Linked DNA regions of Sus scrofa: region 2 is linked to region 1. A link is a contact called in public HiChIP or PLAC-seq data. All regions are on one chromosome and are shown on one strand. The core of a region is the stretch at or near the end of the contact, and the rest is flanking DNA. Distances in the headings are between cores, read along the strand shown.

Evidence for each region. HiChIP or PLAC-seq counts read pairs in DNA pulled down with a chosen protein or histone mark.
Region 2: an H3K27ac HiChIP or PLAC-seq map of skeletal muscle shows a contact between it and region 1, with 2.9 times the contacts expected there. The contact joins two enhancer-like sites. A contact is called at or near these places in 22 of 47 Hi-C or Micro-C datasets (alveolar macrophages, blood, embryonic fibroblasts and 13 more) and 2 of 2 datasets of contacts at active chromatin or transcription factors (alveolar macrophages and skeletal muscle).

The regions. Positions count from the first base shown.
Region 1 is chr12:18,312,622-18,319,528 of Sscrofa11.1, reverse strand. It overlaps NMT1 (glycylpeptide N-tetradecanoyltransferase 1), which reads left to right. Exons shown (of 12, transcript XR_002337086.1): 5 at 3,313-3,431; 6 at 4,266-4,357; 7 at 5,515-5,631; 8 at 6,422-6,592. Among named protein-coding and RNA genes, the nearest start is that of NMT1, 21 kb to the left of the region's middle. Within about 2 kb of position 3,123, at least 8 of the 83 cell types and tissues checked have an H3K27ac peak or open chromatin away from gene starts, as enhancers often do. A contact at or near this core is called in skeletal muscle, where this site is marked.
Region 2 is chr12:18,349,266-18,355,232 of Sscrofa11.1, reverse strand. All of the region lies in intron 1 of DCAKD (dephospho-CoA kinase domain-containing protein), which reads right to left. Among named protein-coding and RNA genes, the nearest start is that of DCAKD, 15 kb to the right of the region's middle. Within about 2 kb of position 4,417, at least 30 of the 83 cell types and tissues checked have an H3K27ac peak or open chromatin away from gene starts, as enhancers often do. A contact at or near this core is called in skeletal muscle, where this site is marked.

The sequences.
Region 1 (6,907 bases), core at 1,874-4,373:
TCACCCCTTTTCCCATGCTAGGAGGAGGGTGAGGAATCCTTTTTCTTTGCTTGACCTTGGCCTCAGTGGGTTGGAATCTGGCCACTGTTAGATTAATTGAAAAAGTAACTCTACCAAAGGAAGAGAGAGTGTGGACTTGTGCTTGGTTGCCCTGGACCCTGAGAGAGAAGCTTACCCACTCTGTCCCTCCCTGTCCTGCTCGTTTGGCCTAAGGTGTCCCAGATCTCACATTCTTTGCTCCCAAGTCCTTCAGAGTTGCACTGGGGTATGAGTTTTGGTGTTGGAAGGCACAGAGAGAATTAGGGGGTAGAGTGTTCAGAAAGAAACTCTTTGAAAATCCAGGCTTTTCTTTCGAAGTTCCCAGTGTCCTCTTCAGCTGTTGGCTGGTTCATAGTGACCTAGGGACAACTGGCTGCATTCCTGCTGTGCTGTGCAGAGTGTTCACCACCTACTTAGGCAGAGGTGCTCAAGGGCCCTTGGAAGGGGGCGGGCGGGCCACTCTCCACAGAGCAGTGTGGCACAAGCCATGGTTCCTGCACCGGCCGCAGGACAGGGCCGGAGCCCCAGGCGGCGCTCAGCTTGCCTGGCCTCCTGGATTTCGAGTCTGTTCAGCGTGGCTCCTGCTCTCTCAGTGTTTCCTCTGACTCTCTCTTGTCCACTGTGGCTTGCAGACAGCAAACAGCCTTGAGATCACCGAAGAGTGCTGGTTTGTCAGCACCTAGATTAAGACTCACCAGTTGAATATTGCATAAAAGTTCGCTCAGTAGTGTCTCTGGACAAGCACGTTGAATGTTCTTTGCGAAATTCAATCTCGGGATGGCACTCCTTCCTCCCCTACCCTTAAAAACCCGTTAAGGATGTCCCGTGGCCCTAAAGATAAAGTGCAGCCTCTGCCGTGGCTCGCAGGCTCTCCACAGTTGGCCTAACTCTCCTCTTTGGCCTCCTCTCCTATTTTCCTTCCCCTCCTTCATCCCCAGGCCCTGCCATACGCTGTTCCCTCAGGGTACCCCGCTCCAAGTCCTCCCCTGCCTGATTCTTAATTATCCTCGAGGTCTCATCTTTAAATAGTTTTTCTGAGAGCTCTTTCCTGACCCCTCCACCTCCCACCCTGCAGGCCCTGTAACACCGCTACTTCTCTGCTGCGGGCTCTTGTCATGCCGGGTGGCAGGTGCCTGCTTGCTTGTCTGGTTGATGTTTCTGTTTGGTTGATGATGAGGACCTGTGCCCGTTTCATTCACCAGCTCCTGCCCCATAGGATCCTGCGCATCGTGAACACGGCGGAGGTGCAGATGGAAATTCACGGTGCTTGTGAGCCCTAGTAACCAGCCCAAAGGACACCATTTGGCCTTGGGATTTTTGTGATACAGTGGGGATGACTGCCAGTATCTTGCCCATGGAAATCATTTTGGAAAAAAAGAGAAACGAAGGTTCTGAAGTGAAAAATGTATTTTGGAAAGGGAATAAATTCAAAATGATAGAGACTATTGAGTTATTGAGTAGCATCTGGACAAGACTAGCGTAGAAGTCCTTGCTCCTTTCCAAGGGTCCGGCCCTTGGCTTGGTCATTAGGCTCAAAAAATTGTACATGGCAGGGAATTGAAAGTGGATTAACATATTAAACTAATTCAGGAGTTCCCTTCATGGCTCAGCAGTTAATGAACCCGACTGGGATCCATGAGGATACAGGTTTGATCCCTGGCCTCGCTTAGTGGGTTAAGGATCTGGCATTGCCATGAGCTGTGATGTAGCTCCGATTTGACCCCTTGCCTGGGAATCTCCATATGCCGCAGGTGCGTCCCTAAAAAGCAAAAAAAAAAACAAAACACAGGGGTTACTTTGTGAATAAATCAGAAGCCCAATTTCAAAACTAGGGAAGAAAAACTTCTCCCAAGCAAACCTGTTTGGGAGCCAGCTAATGAGTAGGAGTTAGCTGGATTCTTCCCTGTTGTGTGTCCCCATTGTTGCCTGTACTTTCCAGCTTGTGACCCTTAGCATGTTAGTAATGACTCACTTCTTGAATATTTCTCCAGAAGGTGGTACATCTGTCGGCGCCAGGGACTTTGTCTTTTCTCGGCTCTATCCTAGTATCTGACTGGTGTTTAGTGATTGTGCTGAGTGAGAATTACGTGCTCAGCCCTGAGGTGTCGTCCTCAGCTCGTGGCTGGATGTGGCCATTTCCCCACACCTGCCCCAGGGAGTCGTCACTGGGAGGGTCTCGAGCTTCCTGGCCCAGGTGAGAATGGGGTGTTGGGCCAGGAGCCTGCATGTCAGTAAAAGCGTGAACTGAGTGCCTAGAATCTACAGAGCCCTGTGCTGGGAGCCATGTACTGAGTGGGTCCCTTGTAAAGACTCTTTTGTTTTGTTTTGCGGGGTTTTTTGGCTGCGCCTGTGGCATGTGGGAGCTCCAGGGCCACTGCAGTGACAACGCCGGATCCTTAACCCGCTGTACCACCACCAGGGAACTCTTAGGACTGCCTTTAAAATGTACTCAGCATTGCATTCTTCCAAGTTGTGAACATGAATGTCTGAATTGTAGAAACTACCAGGCCCAAATAATTCCAGAGGCCAAAAATTAAGTGGCTGATTTGCCCAAGTTTATCAGATGAGTGATTTGGCTGTGATTGGGAATCAGGGCTCCATCTTCTCAGCAGCCCTAGACCTCCGCATGCATGCCACAGGGGTTTCTGTCCACAGTGGGGCCGCTGTGTCAGAGGGTAACTTCCCAGCAGTGTGGCAGAGGCCCAGTGATTCAGCCTAAAGCACTCGCAGGACTCTGTCAACACCGAGGGCCTGAGTTGGCAGCAGAGGTTAACTGGCCCACATTGCTGAAAGCTAAGGATGCCAGGGCCTGGGGTGAGCCTGGCGCCTAGATGCCATCTCTAGTTCGGGAAGAAGCCCAGTGCATTGTTGTTGCTGTGGACACAAAAGCAGCCTTGTTGCACCTCCTTAAAATCCACCCAGGTCGATGGGCCTAGGCCGGGGTGGACAGCGCTCCATGCCAGCCAGGGGTGGGAAGGCAGACTCGTCAAGATAAATGTTTGTCCTTCAGTAACTGAAGGGAGCTGCAAGAGAGTGTCCAAGGAACCAAGCGCCTTGGATCCCAGGGATTGTTCTGAAGTTTTGCCATGAATTGGCCCTCAGTTTAGAGCCAAGGGTAGCGGGAGAGACGGTCTGCAGTTGCCAAGAACAGAGTGTCCTTCAGACGGAGCGCTCCTGGGCCGGGCGGAATTGGCCGAGGGCAGGGTTTGAGCTGAGCCCCTTCCTTCCCCGAGGAGGCAGAGGGCGAGGCTCATGGCTGCGTTCTTCCTCCAGGAGAAGTCGTGAACACGCATGGTCCCGTGGAGCCTGATAAGGACAACATCCGCCAGGAGCCCTACACCCTGCCCCAGGGCTTCACCTGGGATGCCTTGGATCTTGGGGACCGTGGTGTGGTGAGTAGGCCTGGGCAGGCCACGAGCATGGACTCGGCGCCACTTTCAGGGGTCCTGTAGTCTCACCGAGATGCTTCCACCCAGGCCTTTCTCAAGGACTGAGCTGAGCCAAGCAGGTCTGAGCAGACTCCTCGTCTGCTGCCTCTGGGGCCTGCCCATGAGCCCCCATAAATGACACAAGAGAGTGAACCCCTGCAGCTCCCCAAAGTGGGTACTTTTTTTTTTTCTTTTAAAGCAGATACCTTTTCTTCATGCTTTCACTTTTCTTGTTCATCCATTCATTCAGTCCCTTGTCCTAAGTCCTAACGGTGGCGTGGTTGGTTCGTTGGATGACATTCTTTTATTTATTTATTTATTTTCTTTTTAGGGCCATACTCAGCGCATATGAAAGTTCCCAGGCTAGGGGTCTAATCAGAGCTGTGGCCGCCGGCCTACACCACAGCCAGATGCCAGCCACATCTGTGACCTACACCACAGCTCATGGCAATGCTGGATCCTTAACCCACTGAGCAAGGCCAGGGATTGAACCCACATGGTCACTAGTCTGGTTTGTTAACTGCTGAGCTACAACGGGAACTCCTGGGTGACATTCTTGCTCTGCCACTTGACGTCCTTAAGTCTGCCACTCTAGCCCTTGGTGGCTCAGTTCCCTGTTAAGCACTAGGGTGCTTGTTCCAAAAAGAGTCCCTGCTGTGCCTGGATGGAAAGGATTGATGAGATGAAACCTCGTTTTTGGTAGTTTGCCTTGTCCTGAAAAGCTCGGGGCCCCGAGGTTTTGGAGGGGGTCCCCCATCTGGCAGCAAACATCTAAGGCAGCCCCTCATTTCTCTACAGCTGAAAGAACTGTACACCCTCCTGAATGAGAATTATGTAGAAGATGATGACAACATGTTCCGATTTGATTATTCCCCTGAATTTCTTTTGTGGTGAGTTGTAAGGGCTTTCTTAGGGTTCCGGGGCCAGGCCTAGAGCAGAACAAGCACAGGGCACCAGGTTTCTCCTCCTCCCTGCTAAGAGCCAGCCTTTTTTTTTTTTTTTTTTTTTTTTTGTCTTTTTGCCATTTCTTGGGCCGCTCTCAGGGCATATGGAGGTTCCTAGCTAGGGGTGGAATCAGAGCTGTAGTCACCAGCCTACGCCAGGGCCACAGCAATGCGGGATCCGAGCCGGGATCCGAGCCGTGTCTGCTACCTACACCACAGTTCACGGCAATGCTGGATCGTCAACCCACTGAGCAAGGGCAGGGATCGAACCTGCAACCTCATGGTTCCTAGTCAGATTCGTTAACCACTGCGCCACGACGGGAACTCCCAAGAGCCAGCCTTTTAACGGCAGTCATGAGTGTGTGCTTTCCGAGTGTGTGCATCTGAAGGAGACTTGCTTCCAGCGGCGCTTAGAATTGAAACCTTATTTAAGACAGAGTGACTGGGTGAGGGCAGCCTTTGTGGACCTGGTACCCAGAAGAACAGATTGTTATGCGATGACTTTATGTAGAAGAGGAGGGATGAGACCTGCTAAGATATAAGATAAAGTCGTTTTCTGCCCATTTCCTCACATGCTAAGCCACCCACTCTTCTGGGTTGCCTTTTACATCCGGGAAGGTGGAGGCAAGGGGCGGGCGGGCGTGGAGGGGGTCTGCCCGAAAGGGGCTGGGGGAGCAGAAGAATAGCCAAGTGGGAAGAGGGCCAGTGATGGTGCCTGGGGGAGATGGAGCCCAGAGCTCCAGAGGCTCCCCAGTTGCTCCCAACCACAGGACCCACTGTTCTGGGAGCCAAGGAGACCAGTGCCCTGGCTCAGGCTGTCAGATGAAGGAGTACAAAGAAATGGAACCAGGCAGGAAATCCTCAGGCTACAGCCCTGGGTTGGGCAAGTAAGTAGGCCAAGTGGACTGAGCAGAAAGAAAGGGCTATGGCTCCCTCCCATTGGTGCCCAGGAGAGTTTGGCCTTGAGGAGAAGCAAGAGGATTAAGCTGTTACCTCCTGGGGAGGTGGTAGCATGAGGTTAGAACCAGACTCAGTGGTGGAGCCCAGTCCGCCCGGCCCACTGGCACGCAGCATGGCAGCCACAGCCCCGGTCTCTCTTCTAGGGCTCTCCGGCCGCCTGGCTGGCTCCCCCAGTGGCACTGTGGGGTTCGAGTGGTCTCAAGTCGGAAACTGGTTGGGTTCATCAGCGCCATCCCAGCAAACATCCATATCTATGACACGTAAGCACCTGCGCCAGGCCCCACCCCCCACCTCCTCACCCCCCTGCTCGTGTGAGAAGGTGTGGGGGGAACCATACACACACCTTCCATAGAAGAAAGAGAGCAATTCCCACGAAGGGAGGGAGGGGACCTGGGTCCTGGGAATAGGAATTCACAATAGAAACTGCCTGTCTTACTCTGAATTGTAATTGCTGGTTTTCTTGTCTGTGACCTGGCCTGGAAGGGGTCCACCCTGAAGGCCGGTCCGCTCCCTGGACAGCCGTTCAGTGTCGCTCAGGCATGTGTCCATGCACTTGAGCTGCTTCAGAAGTGGGCCATTGTGACTCACACCCAGATAGTCATGGACCTTCAAGCTCTGCTCTTCATTTTCCCTGGAAATGTCAAAACCACCTCTCACAGCCTTCTGGGTTTAGAGGCTGTAGTGGATTCTTGTGGGGTCAGAACCCTTGAAGTCCTAGTGTCACCCTTGACTTACTCTGGAAGGTTCCTGACAGTTCAAGGTGGAACTCCTCTAGCCTGCTCTTGGCGCTTCACCAGGGAGATGCTGGTGGTGCCTTAAATAAAGGGGTTTGCTTGAGTCCCACTTCCCTTTGGAAGTAGGGTCTGTGTTGAGGAGAGAGTGGGCCCCTTGCCTGGAACAGCTGAGCAGAGCGGCAGAAGGGGGCCCAGTCCTGAGTGCGGCGCGCACAGTGCCTGTGCCGCGGGCCCCAGCCCCTCCGGGGGCTCCATGCCTGAAGGGATCCCTTGCGTGTTAAAAGCCTTGTTCCCGAGTTCTTTCCTCCCTCTTCAGAGAGAAGAAGATGGTGGAGATCAACTTCCTTTGTGTCCACAAGAAGCTGCGCTCCAAGAGAGTAGCTCCAGTCCTGATCCGGGAGATAACCCGGCGGGTTCACCTGGAGGGCATCTTCCAAGCTGTTTACACTGCCGGGGTGGTATTACCAAAGCCCGTTGGCACCTGCAGGTAAATCTCTTCTCTGCAAGGTTCTAGAAATAGTGACGTGCCCGCTCTAGTTGAGGAGCTTGTGCCAGTGTGAGTCACAGCTCTGCCCCTCAGCTCAGTGCGTCCTGAGAGTATGTTGCTGCTCATTGTCTGATAAGATTGGGGGGTGGGGGAGCCCGGAGGAGTGAAGGGGAGACTATAGGAGCCTGCAGAGCATGTGCCCTGTCCAAAGAGTTATTTAGGCTGTCTTAGCTCCCCGTTTCCTGTCATTTGGAGATGGCGGGAGCCAGTCTGCTGGGGTTTTGTTTTCCTGGGCCAAAGAGAGCATATTGGATC
Region 2 (5,967 bases), core at 3,168-5,667, 34 kb before region 1:
GCCACTGGAGGCCAGGCTCGCCTGGCTGTGATGCTCCACCACAGCAGGGACAGAAGGACTGGCCTGTCGGACAGAGCAGGCCTGGTCAGTGTGGGGCCAAACTGGCCGGGGGGCAGGGCGGAGAGGGAGGCAAAGACAGAGGAGGAGACACAGCCTTGGGGAGCTCAGGCTCCACCCGAGACAGAAAACTCTTTCAGGAAAGGCCTCTAGTGTTCTTTATTTTTTTTAGGGCCACTCCCGTGGCATATGGAGGTTCTCAGGCTAGGGGTCCAATTGGAGCTAGAGCCGCCAGCCTACACCACAGCCACAGCAACACGGGATCTGAGCCGCACCTGCGACCAACACCCCAGCTCGAGGCAATGCCAGATCTTTAACCCACTGAGCAAGGCTAGGGATCGAACCCGAAACCTCATGGTTCCTGACACTGCGCCATGACAGAAACTCCTACTATTCTTTTAAAAACACTCATGAAAGCAGTTCCCAGTGTGGCACAGTAGGTTAATGATCCAGCTTATCTCTGTGGAGGCATTGGTTCGATTCCGGGCCCAGCACAGCGGGTTAGAATCCAGTGTTGCTGCAGCTGTTGTTTAAGCCACAGATGTGCCCCGGATTTGATCCCTAGCCTGGGAGCTTCCAAATGCTGTGGGTGCAGCCAAAAAAGAGAGGGAAAAAGCCAACCAACAAAAAAACCCACTCATGAAGAAGGCAAACTAACACTGTGTAAATTTAGCAACCAAAATGCCGAGCAGGCAGAACAAGGTCGGGCGCCGCTGAGTGGAGGGCTTTGTGGAGGCGGCAGTACCCTATGCAGGCAAACTCCCCGCAGGAAGGGACACCTGGCCCCCTGCAGTGAACCCGGGACACTTTCCAGACGCCCACACAACACCTGCAGCCCCACTTTCTAGTCTGGGACACTGCGGCTCACGAGCACCAGGGCTGGGATGGCTGGGGAGCTGGTCCAAACTGATGAATAGCCCCTCCTCCTCCTCAAAGAAGCGGCACAGGTGGGGAGCTCAGTGACAGGCAGTGGCTGCGTGGCTACTAAGCCTCGGGTTCAGAGACGTACAGACTGTGCCAAGAAAGAGCCAGGAAAGGAAGACAGGCTTGAGCCTGGTGTGGTGATTTGTGGCTCCTGGGCTGAGCAGGACAGCAGAGGCAAGGAGCACAGACCTCTCCAAATCCAGTATTTCCACTCACATGCTGTGCAACCCAGGGCAAGTCACTTCCCTCTCTGAAACTATTTTCTTTTTTCGTTTTTTTTTTTTTAGGGCTGCACTTGCGGCATATGGAGGTTCCCAGGCTAGGGGTCCAGTTGGAGCTACAGCTGCCGACCTAAACCACAGCCACAGCAATGCAGGATCCGAGCCACATCTGCCACCACAGCTCATGGCAATGATGGATCCTTAACCTACTGAGCAAGGCCAGGGATCAAACCCTCAACCTTATGGTTCCTAGTCAGATTTGTTTCTGATGCGCCACGACAGGAACTCCTGAAGTTCGGTTTTCTCATCCGTAAAATGGGGTAAAATAGGCATGACAGAAGCTGCCCCCAGAGGCTGTCGTGCAGACTGAATGGAAAGAGTATCATCTGCGGCCCTTGGCACACTGCTCCTGACATGACAAATGCCCAGGAAAGGAAGTGAGGGGGCTGGTGTAGGCTGGACGGTGGGGGTTACTGTCAAGCTGTGAGGCTCGGAGAGAAAGACTGCCGTGAAGTTGCGTCGCCACTCCCACAACCTCAGACTGTCTCACAACAGACTTTATTTTTTTTAGCCTTTTTAGGGCCACACCTTCGGCATATGGAGGTTCCCAGGCTAGGGGTCTAATTGGAGCTACAGCTGCTGGCCTACGCCACAGCCACAGCAATGCAGGATGCGAGCCGGGTCTGCAAGCCACACCACAGCTCAGGGCCACGCCGGATCCTTAACCCACTAGTCGAGGCCAGGGATTGAAGCTGCATCCTCGTGGACACTAGTCAGATTCGTTTCCACTGAGCCAGGATGGGAACTCCTCACAGTAGACTTGAAGTCGTGCTGCATTTTCAGGCGTAAATATGATCACCGCGTCTTAGCCTTTGTTCCCAAGTTGGGAGAAATTAAATCGAAGGCCAGGTCTCTCCCCCCCTCCTTCAGTGTGAAATCACTTCTCCAGGACCTTAAAATCTGTCATAGGACTTTTTTTTTTTTTTTGGTTAAACAGCAGATTTACTGTCCTAATTGCTTCCTTGCACTTATACTGAAAGGAGTCTGCCTCTCTTGAGGACACACCAAATGACAGGGGAGGCAGCCGCTCCGATGTGGGCTGAGGAGGTGGCTTGGGGCGGCGAGGACACCAATCTAGAAGTTAAATCTCCCAGGCTCATTCTCACCCAGGGAACCCAGGGGCGGAGAGAGGAAAACATCCACCAGAATCATCATCCAAATGGAGAGATCGAACCACATTATTCAACTATTTACGAAGCCCTTCTTCTCAATCTCCCTGAGACCTGGGTTGCCCCCAGGTTGGTCTCCCTCCAGCTTACAAAAAGAGAAGTTCAGGATAGGGTTCAGCTGTGGAAAAAAAAAAAATCCTGGAGTTCCCATTGCGGCTCAGTGGAAACAAATCAGACTAGCATCCATGAGGACACAGGTTCGATCCCTGGCCTTGCTCAATGGGTTGAGGATCTGGCATTGCCATGAGCCATGGGTCACAGACATGGCTCAGATCTGGCACTGCTGTGGCTGTGGCGTAGGCCAGCATCTGTAGCTCTGATTCAACCCCTAGCCTGGGATCCACTATATGCCATGGGTGAGGCCCTAAAATGACCAAAAAAAAAAAAAAAAAAAAAAAAAAAAAAATCATCCACTCAGCTGAAGTTTTGAAATGGAATACCCAGCACGAGCGTGTTTTAATCCCAACTCTGTCCTGCTGTCTGTAAAGCACTGAATCTCCTCTTCGGCTGAAGTCCCACCTGGAGGCCTGGGCGTGGGGCTTGAGGACAGGCCGCAGCTGAGGGAAGGGGCGACGGCTGGTTCTCCTCAGGGCCCTGACCTCTCATCCATCAAAGACAGCCCGTGTCACCTGGTCACCTAAGTTTGCCAAGTTGGGTAAAGGGGCCTGGAAAACCTTGCAGGCAGGCAGACTTTTAACTCCTGCCGGTACACAGGCCTGGGACCCCTCTCGAGACCCCCTGAATCAGATCTCTGCGGGGCAGGATCTGGGCAGCTCTGCTGTGTAACAGGGCCTGGGATGGACTCTAATTCTTCCTTTATGGTGTTAAGGATGGAGGACCAGAGAGGAAGAGACTTGCCCAGGGCCGGTTATTAGCATAGCCTGGGTGGAATTCAGGGCCCCAACTCCCAGTCTAGACCCCTGCCTTCCTGTACTCGGGGAATGGAAAATTCATTTACATGTAGATTAAGTATGACTAAGCAAGCATGGTGTCCTTTTCTGCAGGCCAATCAATGCGAGACCAAGGGAAAAATTCCTTCTTGCTGATCACACTGGTGTTTTTCCTCTGCAGAATAGAGGGCTGGGTCTTAGGAACAGTAACCGGGGCCCAGATGTAAATTCCAGGCTCGGCTCTGCCCCAGGCTCAGGGGGCTGAGAGCCTCATGAGCAGCCTCCCTTCTCGGGGGCCCTGGACGATCATCTAGAAACAGACTAACAGCTGCTTGGCCTCTGCCAAGAAGGCCATGGGGACAGAGAAGCACCTGCCTAAGGAGGCTGTGGGCCCCTGGCTGAAAGGGGCTGGACAAATATCAGCTGTTCCCATCTGACAAGCACCCTGCGCCCCCATAGTTCACTCCTGACCTAACTGCTGACTGAGCTCCCCTGGGCTCTGCAGCTCAGGGCTGAGACCTCTTGAGCAACCAAAGGAAAACACAGGTCTGGCCCCTCAGGAAAATTTGGAGACAGTAACAAACAAAGCACCGGCAGGTGAAGGAGAGCAGTCACACAGTCACGTGGTATCACCCTGGGCCTGGGGAGGGGGCAGGGTGGATCTGCCCAGGAGCTGCACTGACTAAGAGCCCCCCGGCCCCCCAAGGTTCAGCAAAGAGGTACAGAAGCTTTCAGGTTTCAAGCTGCCTCAAAGTCCCACCCAGACCGGGCCCATAGCTCCGATCCCCAGAGAAGTAACTGGAGAAGTAAAGTCTTTGATATCCCGTGTTCAGAACCCTCTTCCTGGTCTGGTTCAAAAATCATCATCTTCTGGAATCCGCTCCGGTTTTCCCCCTCATCCTCCTGCCATTTACACGGAGGCAGTGGGGGCCTCGCGGTAACTGCTAAACCTGGCTCTGATCTGAATCCCCTGTGAAACTTTCGAAAAGATGCAGAAACCCAGGCTCCACTCCAGCCCCCTGAGTCTGAATCTAGGGCGGGACCTCACGTCCCAGCCAGCCAGGCACCAGCTCCGTGGCTGAAAGGGAAAGTCGTGGACTGGAAGCCGAGAGGCCCGAGTCCCCGTCTCTGTATTCTGCCACAGACCTAGCTGTGTGACTGCAGGAAGCCTTCTCAGCAGCCTGGCCCGGGGCGGGCAGTGCTTAGAAACAGCTGAGCGGCCAACGCCAGGCCTGGTGAGCCTCAGTCTCCACGTCTGTGACGAGGGGCCGGACATCCAGCCCTGGGGGAGGCTGAGTCCCACTGCTGCTTCCTTCTGCTCGGCCCTCTTCCCACAGTAACCAAAGAATGACAGGACCTCTGGGGGCCGGGACTCTTCCTCCTCAGCACCGAAAGCTGTTCCAGGAGCTGGCTTGGCTGGAGAGGTAAGGACACCGCCAGGTTCCAGAGCAACGCAGGGAAGCTGATGGAAGCTGCATCCCGGGTCTGGAGGGGGTTGGCCAAGGTGGGACTCCATCCCAGGGGGAGCCACACCCGACCCTCCCTCAGCCCTCATTCTCCAGGTCAAGGGAGAGGCAGTAGGGTGTAGACAGGGTAAGGATTGGAGTCAGACAGGGGGGCCTGCAGCCCTGTCTGGTGAAGATGGAATTCTGCTGTGCTCCATTCATCTTTTTTTTTTTTTTTTGGCCTCAGCGAGCAGCAGCTTGATGTGGGATTTCAGTTCCCAGACCAGGGATTGAACTGGGCCGGCAGCGAAGAAAGCGCTAGAAAGTCCTAACCACGAGACCACCAGGGAACAGGCCCTGTTGTGCTCCATTAACGGTGGGCCTCACTCACGGAGGCTCTCCCGAATGCCATTTGGTTTTTACTTCCTGGGCCTCCAAAGCCCAGAGAAGAGACAGAAAATATACTTGGAAGAAGGGTCTCCCGTGGCCTCTCTGGCAGGCCTTCCTAGGGAAAAACGAGAGGGGATTGCTTCATGGGCCTCCAGACAAGGAGCCCCACTGTCCCCACGCTGTCTGGACTTCTAACTCCACGGGCCGGCCTGCTAACCCCAGCCACCAGCACCCTGGGTCCAGACAGCTGTGGTGGCCTTGCGGCCTGACCCTCCAGTCCCTGCCTGCTCCTCCCAAGGCAGCCAGGGTCGTGGCTTAAAGTCACCATCTGCTCATGTCACTCCCGTTTAAAACGTTCGCTGTATTCCTCCTCCTCCTAGCCCCTCACAGAGGCCACTGGGTCCTGTGTGACCCTCCTGCCGTCAACCCCTCCATCACTCCTCGTCCACTGCTCCTGCCCCCACGAAGCTTACACTCAACGCAGTGGGGCAGGGGTGAGGGAGAGGGATATGCAACCAAAAGCTCACAGCAAGTGAGGCGCTGCTGATTGGGGGCGGGTATCAAGATCGACGGGGGTGGTTACTTTAAATGAGGGACCAGGGAGGTCTCTCTGAATGAGGACCTGAAAGCAGCGACAGTGCAGGTCACCTCTCTCAGAAGCTTCATCCACCCCCCAACCCAAATCAGGCCCCTGACCTTGCTCACCACTTCCTCTCCTTCCCTGGTACCCGTGGTGCTCAGTACTTTTGCGTGACTATGTGATAAAGTAAATTCCATGCATCCAGTGTGCACTCTTTGGTGTCCAACATCT